Regions from separate parts of the Pan troglodytes genome. Here all the other regions are linked to region 1. The links are chromatin contacts, called in public Hi-C and HiChIP or PLAC-seq maps. All regions are on one chromosome and are shown on one strand. The core of a region is the stretch at or near the end of the contact, and the rest is flanking DNA. Distances in the headings are between cores, read along the strand shown.

Evidence for each region. Hi-C and Micro-C count contacts between places; a contact is called where the count stands out from the background. HiChIP or PLAC-seq counts read pairs in DNA pulled down with a chosen protein or histone mark.
Region 2: a contact with region 1 is called in a Hi-C map of induced pluripotent stem cells, with 2.2 times the contacts expected there. The contact joins the enhancer-like site here to the promoter of PYURF in region 1. A contact is called at or near these places in 2 of 7 Hi-C or Micro-C datasets (induced pluripotent stem cells and stem cell-derived neural progenitor cells) and 1 of 1 datasets of contacts at active chromatin or transcription factors (stem cell-derived excitatory neurons).
Region 3: a contact with region 1 is called in an H3K4me3 HiChIP or PLAC-seq map of stem cell-derived excitatory neurons, with 3 times the contacts expected there. The contact joins the promoter of HERC3 here to the promoter of PYURF in region 1. A contact is called at or near these places in 1 of 7 Hi-C or Micro-C datasets (stem cell-derived neural progenitor cells) and 1 of 1 datasets of contacts at active chromatin or transcription factors (stem cell-derived excitatory neurons).

What each region holds. Positions count from the first base shown.
Region 1 is chr3:89,893,423-89,896,962 of NHGRI_mPanTro3-v2.0_pri, forward strand. PYURF (PIGY upstream open reading frame) reads right to left here and starts at 1,852. Exons shown (of 2, transcript NM_001270957.3): 1 at 1,549-1,852; 2 at 1-72. The coding sequence starts at 1,751. It overlaps PIGY (phosphatidylinositol glycan anchor biosynthesis class Y), which reads right to left and starts at 1,852. Exons shown (of 2, transcript NM_001270955.3): 1 at 1,549-1,852; 2 at 1-72. It also overlaps the pseudogene LOC100609647.
Region 2 is chr3:90,016,926-90,020,465 of NHGRI_mPanTro3-v2.0_pri, forward strand. The region is part of intron 3 of HERC3 (HECT and RLD domain containing E3 ubiquitin protein ligase 3); the gene reads left to right. Among named protein-coding and RNA genes, the nearest start is that of NAP1L5, 51 kb to the right of the region's middle. Within about 2 kb of position 1,581, at least 1 of the 24 cell types and tissues checked has an H3K27ac peak or open chromatin away from gene starts, as enhancers often do. A contact at or near this core is called in induced pluripotent stem cells, where this site is marked.
Region 3 is chr3:89,962,186-89,965,725 of NHGRI_mPanTro3-v2.0_pri, forward strand. It overlaps HERC3 (HECT and RLD domain containing E3 ubiquitin protein ligase 3), which reads left to right and starts at 1,997. Exons shown (of 26, transcript XR_010156637.1): 1 at 1,997-2,113.

The DNA of each region.
Region 1 (3,540 bases), core at 602-3,101:
GGGATCCCATCAATGATTGGATAAGCTATTCCCAACTCTTCATTAATCAATTCATTTGTTGATGCTTCATATCTGAGGTGGAAAAAAAAAAAAGAACAAAATGAGTTGTGGGAAAATAAAATGCTTGAAGTGCCTGATTTTCAACAAATACCACTATTTATCCAATTTTTGGTATGGAGTTAATCCCAGAATAGTCTTCTTTAATTCTAAAAGCAACAATAGCCAATTCAACTTTTTATCTTAGAAAAATTATCTTACAATCTATAATTATTCCCATTTTAGTCAGTTTCTCTCATATTCTCTTTTTCACCTTATTCACAAGTTATTCCTTAATTCTTTTTCATACTAGTCAGAAAAGATCCCCCTCTCTTATCCAAATATTCCTTCATTACTTTGGTCAACCCCCAAACCATCCCTGTTAATTTACTACTGGAATAAACACTAGAGAAAAATCAACTTCTTCGTTTTAGAATAAATGCTAAGTAGAGAAACTTAACTAATCCATTAGAAGGAAATCACTGGAAAAGGTGAGAGGGCAGAAATGAAGAAACTTTCGAAAGCACTAAGTCTGCAGTGAGCTAGTTATAAACGTAAATCAAATGATAATTTCAAGGTTCGAGAAAATTGAATAATATGTTTATTACGGGAAAAAGAAATACGAAAAATTGCTAGCAATCTACCATTCAAAGATAACCACTGATAACATTTTGGTGTTTATGCGATTTGTAATACTAGCGTTAGTGTTGTCAATATTCAATTTTGGTAGCTTGGAAACTGTAGAGCTGTCTTCCCAAAAACTAGTTAAAGAGGCTTCTACGAAACCTGCTAGGCCACAACTAAGAGCCACTGGGCAGCAAACACAGCTGAATTGCTTAAGATTGTCAGGCACCAGTTGTACAAGACACTTTCACAAGAATCTGGAGGGTACAACAATACTTTTCATTATCTTGGCTTAAAAACCGGAAGGCTTTGGACTTGTCCTGAATCGCAGTGGTTCATAAACCTGGTGGTACGTTAGAAATCATTTAGGGACCGTTTAAGAACACAAATAAGCTGGGCGTGGGGGCGGCGCCTGTCTCTCGACTCCTGAGGAAGCTGAGGCGGGAGTTCTAGGCCAGTCTGGGCAACGTAGGGGGCACCCGGTCTCTTAAAAGGAAAAAAAAAAAAAGAAAGAAAGAAAATACAAATGTTCAGGTCCCATTCCGCGAGCATTCCAAGTCTGCCCGTCTTGGGGGCTGTCGGGGAATCGGCATTTTTAAAACGGTCCCCGGGTGATTGCAATGCGCAGCCGGTGGCGAACCCTAAAACGCTTCGAGCCATTCCCGCAGGCTGGCGATGTGTTCTGGGAGAGGTGGGACGCAGCTCCCCTGGCCTCCGGTCTCCCCCGTCCTGCCCGCTGTGCGCCCGGCGAGGACAGAGTCCAGAATATGGCAGCGGAGAGTACCTGACCGACCTACAAGGCCCCAGTGGCTGCAAGAGGCCGCGGTCCACCGCTCCCTTTCCGTCCACCGGGAGGCTGCAAAGGAAGGGCCAAGGCCAGCGAGTTACCTGAGCGGCTTCTTGGAGAGCGGGCACACCAGGAACTCCAGCAGCGCCGGATCGAAGGCGCGGGACGGCTCCTCAGTCTTTTTGCCCCGGTCGGCCAAAGGCCGCGACCCCGACGCGTGCAGGCACCTACGGGCGACCGCGGACGGCGGCGCGCGCGTCCCCCGCAGCGCTGAGGCGAGCCTGCAGCGTGCTCCACTCAGCATGGTCTGGCAGCCGGAGACCAGGCCTCACCGCAGCCTCGCCACCCGTGGCCGAGCTCCCGGCTTCCCGTTCGTCCAGGCCAGCCGGGCAGGCCCCGCCCCCTGGTGCTCCAGGAAACGCTGCCGAGGAGTAGGCGGGGCGGGCGCTTTGGTTCAGAGGGTGCTTCTGCTCCGACTGCTTTTCCCACGGGCGTCATCTATAGTTCGGAGGACAGCCCCAGGGCAGGGGCCTCTGGTGAGTGCCCCGCCGCCTTACCAGACTACAAACTAAACCAGTGTTTAAGTCAAGGTGTCTGGGTTTTCACCGGGGCCTGTCGCAAGGATGCTAGGAAGCCAGTGGCCAGGCCTCAGAGTTGTAGGGAGTTAGGCTTGGACCTACGTGGTTACCTCCAAGTGAAGTTTCAAACACACTGTTATGTATTGTATTGAATGTATTGTCATGGATGTATTGAAAGCGCTCATTTGTTTCATGTACATCTTTACTATACCATTAGTTTCTGTAACCTTGTTTGGCTTTTTTCTCTCTCATTAAAAAAAGTGAGAACCTGGAAGGAATGGCCTAGGCCTCTGACCCTCCAAAATATATAAATTCTTCCTGCCTGAGACCCAGTCACTGTGAAGTATTTGCGTAATAAAGCACAGCTAATTTACTTCTATAAATGAGCTTGGAGGCCTCAAGGGGCCTAAATAACTGTGTAACAGGCAGATGTGATCTGCCTGTTAAAGATCCATTCAATGAGTGGGTGATCCATTCAGTGAATTTGTATCCCAGGTTTGCTTCCCACTCTCCAAGAAAGTGACCATGTTAGATCTCTTTCTTACAGTGTAGTAGATGGGAACTTGGGCTCTGGGGCCTGACAGCTTGGTTCCCTGTCCACAATCAGTAGCTGGATGACTTTGGCAAATGACTTAACTGCTCATTTTCCTTATCTGTATAAGACTAATAATTGTACCTACCTTGTAGGTAGGGCATAAATGTGATTGTGCATTCGAAGAACATTTAGAAAAGTGCCTGGCACAAATTAATGCTCCATTAATGTTGTCTATTTTTATTTTTATTTCATCTAGTTTTTCCATGTCCGAAGACTCAAAGATTCTCATTAGTCATCCATTTTTTCCCTCCGTTCTGCTGAATATCAACCTGAACTTTTTTTTGCATCACTGGGCATTATCATTTCACACTTTGAGTTCCTGGAGCTGGAAGTACAGAATCCAAAAATATGTTTATATTTTCAAATTTCTCTTCCACTCCAATGTAAAAATAAACTGACAAATGTTTATATGTTCATCCTAATTTTTTGTTTGTTTTTTGGGCCATCCTGTTTTTTTTTAAAAAAAAACAGTTTATTTTTTGATGTTCTTTGTTCACTAATGCTCAGAAGATTTTCTAAGGTTAATGTAGCTTATAGGATACCAAAAAGGAAACACTTCTACTGGATAGATATTTAAGAGGTAATGAAAGTCTCTGGTTGCCTCACCTTCCTTCCCTCACAAAGCAATCTTTCACAGTCATAACTTTCCGTTATTAGAGTTACTAACGGACTAGAGAATAGGGCAGTTATCGGGACATACCCTCAAGGGAAACTACTGTAAAGTTCCTATGTCACCTTCACACTATTTCCGACTAGGGCAGTAGCAGGAATTAATTTTTCAGTTGAAGTCAGTTGATACTTTGGGCTCAAGGGAAGGGGTGAGCTGTAGGAAAGATAAGTTTCTGCTTAAGGAGAAACAGCGCTTGACTTCTGCAAGCGCTGAGTGGGCCCAACCCTTGGCGCTTGTTGGGTAGGGGAAG
Region 2 (3,540 bases), core at 331-2,830, 120 kb after region 1:
CCAACTGTTAATCACGAATTTTGTATATACTGTATATAGTAGTCCCTCCTTATCTGCAGGGGATGTGTTCCAAGACCCCCACTAGATACCTGAAACCTTGGATAGTACCAAATTCTATATATACTATGCTTTTTCAATCTGATAACAGGGGCAGCTACTAAGCGGCTAACAGGCAGGGAGCATATACAGCATGGATATGCTGGACAAAGGGATGGTTCATGTCCCAGGTAGAGTGGGACGGTGAGAGATTTCATCACATGACTCAGAATGGTATGCAATTTAAAACTTATGAGTTGCTTATTTCTGGAAATTTCCACTTAATATTTTTGCACTGCACTGATCGCAGGTAACTGAAACTCTGGAAAGCAAAACCTCAGATGAGGGGGAACTACTGTCCTTTCTACCCAGATGCTGATATTATTTACTGTAAGCCATTGGATGTCTTTCTCCTGTGAACAGACGATGAGGAAAAAGTTAGTTTTCCATTATCCATAAATAGGGTATTCACTTTGTAGGTTACTTTTACCAATTTAAAATCTATCTAATTCTTTTCCAGAGGAAAGACAATATAGCTTAGCTAAGTATAATGGGCTTTGAAGTCAGACAGACCTGGTGTCCATCCCAGTTCCACCAATCATTAGTTGTGAGCCTTGGCCAAACTACATCCTCTTTCTGAGCTGAGGACAACAACCCTGTGCCCTTGCCTTACAGGGTTGTTGCAAGGCTTAAGAATCTGCATCATCCATCTACCCCCTAGACTCATATCATCCTTCTCTGTTACCATCTTTTGGTGGTTAAATGACAAATTTACCATTAACTCAAAAAACATTAAAAAATTATGATGGGCTCAAGAGCTAGGTAGAACTAACCCTAATAATGCAAGTCCAGCTGAACTGCAGACTTGCTGTAAGCAGCACTCCACATTGGCCACTGTGCTATCCTAACTACCATGACTTGTTCAGAACTGGAAACATTACTAAAGAGTTTTAAAAACTTTAAAGTGTTGCTGTGGAAGGTTCAAAGAGAAAGTATACTTTTATTCTTGAAAAATACCAAATGCTTCTTCAGTGTGTTTAGTTATTTTAATGTGTGGGTTGAGGTTCCATCATCATCTGCAAAATATAGTGTATAGTCTTGACAGAATGAATCAAAAGAGACTGCATGTGAAAATGAATCAGAGGGCACTTCAGCCTGAATGTTCCCAAGTGGGGCAGGGGTGTATTCAGAGAGGGGAGTGAATGAGGCATTCATCAGCACACTGGGCTGACCTAGGGGGTAGATTCTAGAAGAGGGATTATAGTTCCACAGTGACAGATCTCCAGCCTGAATTAGACGAGCGCAGTTTTCTGGCTAGAAGAAATAGAATAAGTTAGACTTGTGTAACCAGTGGTTTGGTTCTCCATCAACATTTGCATTGCTGAACAGTATTTCTGCCTTTGTGGCTGCAGGTTTTATTGTTGTGGTGAGGGTAGCTGGATTTCCTGTTGTTCCTATTGTCCATCTTCTTTAACCTCTACTCACTACTTACTTCCCAACTCAGCCTTGCACCAGGCACAAAGAATAGTCCTTTACCTTGCAAAAATGTAAGGAATGCTATCAAAGGAGCTCAGGTGGGGCTGGTGAGTGATGGGACAGGAATTGGTTTGCCTAGAGATTGACGTGACTGGGAGTCAATGGTCATCGGAATCCAGGTGTTCCCTTTTGAGGTTACTAAGCTGTAGTAAAGACAAGATCAAGAGAGGGATGCTATTGAGAGACCGAGGGAAAGAAAACGGCAGACAGATCAGAGCGACAGTATTCTGTCAGGATAGTGGGGAAAATTATTAGTGTTGTGTTAGGCCATATACTAACATTCAGACAGGTAAGGCTGCTAGTCAGTAGCAGGAAGGTTAGGTACCAAGAGACAGGCCTCAGTCGTGAATAAGGCATCAGGCTAGGCCCCAGGTCTAGAGAGCAGAAAAGCCGTCCAAGTCCTGGAATTGGTACAAGGTGGAAATTTGGTTAGAGTGGAGTCTGAGCCACCTGGGCTCCTTTGATAGCGTTCCTTACATTTTTGCAAGGTAAAGATAGGACTATTCTTTGTGCCTCGTGCAAGGCTGAGTTGGGAAGTAAGTAGTGAGCAGAGGTTAAAGAAGATGGACAATGGGAACAATAGGAATTACAGAATCTTTCTGTTTATTATAGTAATTTCTCTGGCATGAGCATATTTTCAGTTAAAAAAAAGTGTTATTGTTTTGAAGGAATATATTTATGCAAACTGTGTTCAGGTTAAATAACAGTTCCCTGCCTCACCTGTCCTTATCTTGAATCTCACTCCCTATCATTTCAACTCTTTAGCTTTTTTTTTTTTTTGCTGCTTACCTTTATGTCTCTAAATAACATGCTTATAATATTATTTCTTGATTTTTTTTCAATATTGGACATAATCTGGAAACTTCACACTGGCAAAGATTAGAGTTCTGTTATATTCTCTACCTGCCCTCTCCTCTTCCTCACCACCAGACACTCATCCTTCCCCAAAGAGTTAATCTTTTAAATAAAATTTGACAATTATTAACTATGGAAAGTATTTTTGTTTGGTTATTATGATTGCATGTACCATGATTGCTTTTCTTTCTCATAAATCATTTAGTTTTTCCTGAAGTTACTGACTTTAATTTTTTTTTCCACAGTAACCTCTGTATCTCTGGTAGAATTATAAAACTCATAATGCTCTAAAACTCTTTAAGTAGTGTTTTCTTTTTCACCTTGGAGACATCCCTCCACCTTTGCTTTGTAGGCATGCTACATAGCTGTCTGGAAAGGTTCTTCACCTCCTTCCTGTCTGTGTAAGATTCCTGGTTCCTAAATCCTGAGTTCTTTGTTTTGGAGGCATATCTTCCAGTAGCTTTCTGAGAAAAGCAGTATGGGAGGTAAAATATTTTGAGAGCTTTACATGCTCCAGAACTGCCCTTTTACTCCCCTTGCCTCACATTTCATTCACAGCTGGTGTATGGAATTCTTGATTGGGTGTTACTTTCCTTCAGAATTGTGAGGGCATCCCTCCATTGTCTTACAGTTTTCGGTGTTGCTTCTGAGAAGTATGATGCCATTCTGATCCCTGTTCTATTGTATATAAACATGTTCTTTTCTAGAAACTTTTAGACTCTTTCTTGTTATTCTGAAATTTCAAGATGAAGGGTTCCACAGTAGGTATTTTGTTGGTCATTATTCTGGGCACTTAATAGATCCTTTCAGTGTGAAATTTTCTTGTGATTTTTTTTGAAATATTTATATCTTCTGTCTTCTCCATTCTCTTTCTGGATGTTGGACCTCTTGGAACAATCCTATAATTTCTTATCTTTTTTCCCCTTCTGATTTTCTCTTTGCTTTTTTCTTCTGTTTCCTAGAAAATCTCTTCATTTCTAACTTTCAATCCTGCTTTTGAAGGTTTTTTTTTTTTTTTAATTTATGCTACCACATTTTTGGTTTCCAAGATATTTCTGTTGGTTTGTTTTTTGAATAATACTTTCCTATAGCACTCTCTTTCTAGTTCATGAG
Region 3 (3,540 bases), core at 747-3,246, 69 kb after region 1:
TCAGGAGGCTGCGACAGGAGACTTGCGTGAATCTGGGAGGCGCAGCTTGCAGTGAGCCGAGTTTGCGCCACTGCACTCCAGCCTGGGCGACAGAGCGAGACTCCGTCTCAAAAACAAAAAACAAAAAAACAACAACAAAAAAAGAAAAACACTTGAGCCATGGGCCAGACATATCAACCCAAACACTGATTGATTACAAACCTCATATGTGACACATAACAATAGGATCTCTCACTTTCTCCTTTGCAAGTACCGGACTCCTTCCTCTTCCTACCAGACTCCTCTTTGGGCATTTAACCAGTTCTTTTGCCAACAGCATCTCTAAATTGGGATTGCATCTTTGTAATAGACTAAACTTTTGTGAAACTGCCACATATCTGGAATATAAGTGAATTGTGTTACTCTTGTCCCCAGTGTTTCTTTTTTTCTTTTTCTTTTTTTGAGACAACGTTTCATTCTGTTGCCCAGGCTGGAGTAAGTACAGTGGCTTGATTTCAGCTTACTGCAACCTCCGCCTTCCAGGTTCCAGTGATTCTCCTGCCTCAGCCTCCTGAGTAGCTGGGACTACAGGCGCACACCACCCTACTCGGCTAATTTTGGTATTTTTTTTTGTAGAGACAAGGTTTCACCATGTTGGCCAGGCTGGTCTCGAACTCCTGACCTCAAGTGATCCACCGGCTTCGGCCTCCCAAAGTGCCGAGATTACAGGCATGGGCCACCGCGCCTGGCCATCCCCAGTGTTTCTAAACGTGTCAAGTGTGATCCAAATTTCAAAGGTTTGTATTTTTTCTTAGATGACCTGATAACTTAGATTCTGCTTTTTTAGCTTTCTTGTCTCAGTGTACTGGACAATTTGCATTATTTCACGGAGGACTCAACACTGTCAGTCAGCCAACAACGTCTCATCCCCAGGATACACCACTCCTTGAAACTTTCTTTTCTACTTGGTCAGTCTGTTAGGTTCTCAGGACGAGCGATTGCAGACCTGAGGTGATTTGAATGTCCTTGGTAAGAATCTATCCTCAAAGGGCCTTCCTGGTTCAAATGCCAGGTTATGGAAATTCTTCCACTGGGAGAATTATTCCTTTGGATTAAAGCAGTACCGTGCCAGTGTTCTGCATTTTACATTTAAGGGGGGCAGACACATGAAGTCACCTTTCTGAGGTTTTCTGCAAAAGATTAGCTGTGGATCAGATCAGGTCTAGGGCAAGTATGAAAGCACTAGTGACCTTGGGGAGGAGGAGGAAGCTCTGGGATTCGGCGCTAGGGAAAAGTGGAAAAGGACAAACTTTTAAAAAATCCGTTACTGGGTATAGGCCACAGAGTGTCTTTCAGATTACAAGATTTTAAGATCTGGTGCTCAGACTCTTCTTGCTATGCTCCCCCCGGGTCCACCCTCCAGCCTCCCCCAGGCCCGCCTTTCTTCCGCAGCCCCGTGCCGGTCTTCGATCCCCACCTCTCCAGAAGAGCGCCGGCGGCTGCCGCGTACCTCCTACCCCGCCTCTCCCACCGCGCAGCGCCGCGGGCCGGCGCCGCGCTTCCTACAGTCCTACGAAGGGGAGTAAAGCAGAAGACTAGCGCACTCTCCCTCAATTGTCACCCTCCAGCTTTTTCCCCCGTGCCCAAGGCTTTCGGTCACCTCTTCATAAATAATAAAAACCAGAGTCCAGAACCTGAATAGGCAACCGCTGATCGGTCCAGCTCGCTTCCCCGCCAGTGAAAAGCAATCTTATTTCAGCGTCAACGCTCTATGTCTTCCAGTCCGATCTCGACTGACACACCCGTGCCGCTGTCCCCGCGCCGGGCCCTCGAGTCCTGTCACCTCGGGCCGCCTGCGCCTGGCTCTGGGGCCTGGGCCTCTCCCCTCCTCCCGCCCGCGGACCTTGCCGCCCCGCCTCCAGCCCGTGCCACGGCGGCCGCCATTGGCGCGGGCCCCCCCCCAGAACGGCGCCCATTGGCCCGGTGCGAAGCCATTCACCCAGCGCATTCCGCCGCCCGCAGGCTTGCGGGGAAACTTCCTTATTATTGTGACGCCGAAAACGGAGAAACCCCGGGTCCGGCGAGAGGGGCTGTGACAGTCGGAGTCCCAAGCTGCGGTTCGGCTGCTGCCGAGGTGCGCAGGGCGGGGGCCGGGGTTCCAGGGAGGAGGGTACGGCGGAGCTGCAGCCGTGCTGGGCCGCGTTCCGCCTGGCACTGCAGTCAGCGCGCGGCTCCCGGAGGGGCGGCTGCGGCTCCTCCCGTGGCTCCGGCGGCGGGGGCTGCAGGCACCTCCAGAGACGACCTGGGTCTGGGGCGCGGGGAGGTTGGGGCGCGGCGCCCTTAGTACCCTGCGTACGCCTCCCTGGCGTTCTCGTGGGCTCGCCCTCCGGTCAGAGAGCCCCGCGCCGGGAAAGGCGAGACAAGCCTTCAAAATGGGAGCGCCTCCCGCCCGCGCTCGGCCGCCCTCCCGCCCTGCCGCCCGGGAGGAATTGCGACGCAGAAAGTCAAAAGGAGGATAGTCCCTATGCTCGCCCCCTGCCCCTATTTAAATTCTGGGGTTCCAGGGACCTCCGTGCAGTGAGGGGCGCGGACGCTTTCAATTGAAATGGGAGCTGGCGAGGCCCTGGCATTTTGGGGAACCTCAGCGGCCGCGAGGAGTTTGCGCCGAGGACGCGGTGCACGGCGTCCGCGATGACAGCGCCGGCAGGGCTGCGGGGCCCGGCACCACCCACTTCGCGGAGGCCGGGCCGGCTCGCCTCTCCCGGGTCCGCCTCCTGGGCGGGGCCGGGGGCGAGGGTGTGTGCGGACACGTGTGTACGGGTGTGTGTGTGTGCGCCGACACGTCGGTGCGGACCGACGCGGGGGTGTCAGGAGCTGGGACGGCCGGGGGCAGGTGAGACTTGAGTCATTTGTGAATGTGTGGAGTGGGCAAACCAGGGCAACCAGACCGAGAGGAGCATGTGTAACCTGAAACAGGTGAGCCTATGGAGACAGTACCTAATGCGACTGTGCACGGAATATGTGTATGCAGCATGAGCTCCAGGGAATAAGTATTTGAACTTTGCTGTTGGTCTGTCACTGTTTCTGGCTGCTTTCTGATTGCATTTTACATCAGCTTTCAAATGAGCCCAATTAGGAAGTACCTAATTCAGAGAAAAGCCTTCCAGGATTTTGCTTGCATTCATCACGCATAGAATGCTTTGGGAAAGACGATTCAAGAGCTCTCTTCCATTTTTATGTGTCTTCTGGCTCTTTCCACAAATAAGCTATTTCTAGAACCTTTTATTTGAAGATTAGATAAGATCAAGTGAGCTGATTTTTCAACTCTAGACTTGAGAGAAATGAAAAAATAAAAAGTTTTAAATGCAGTGATCGGGTATCATGTTTTAGTCGGCAGATTACTGTGAAGCTCTCTCCTTTTGTACTTTCCTTTACCCTGGGGGAGGAGGGAGTAGCATTATAAATCAGAAAAGCAAAGTACATGGAATGCATATCCTAAAGCAAAATAATTGAATTACATATTTTATTTACATCATGGTCATACCGCCTTCGAGGCTAGGA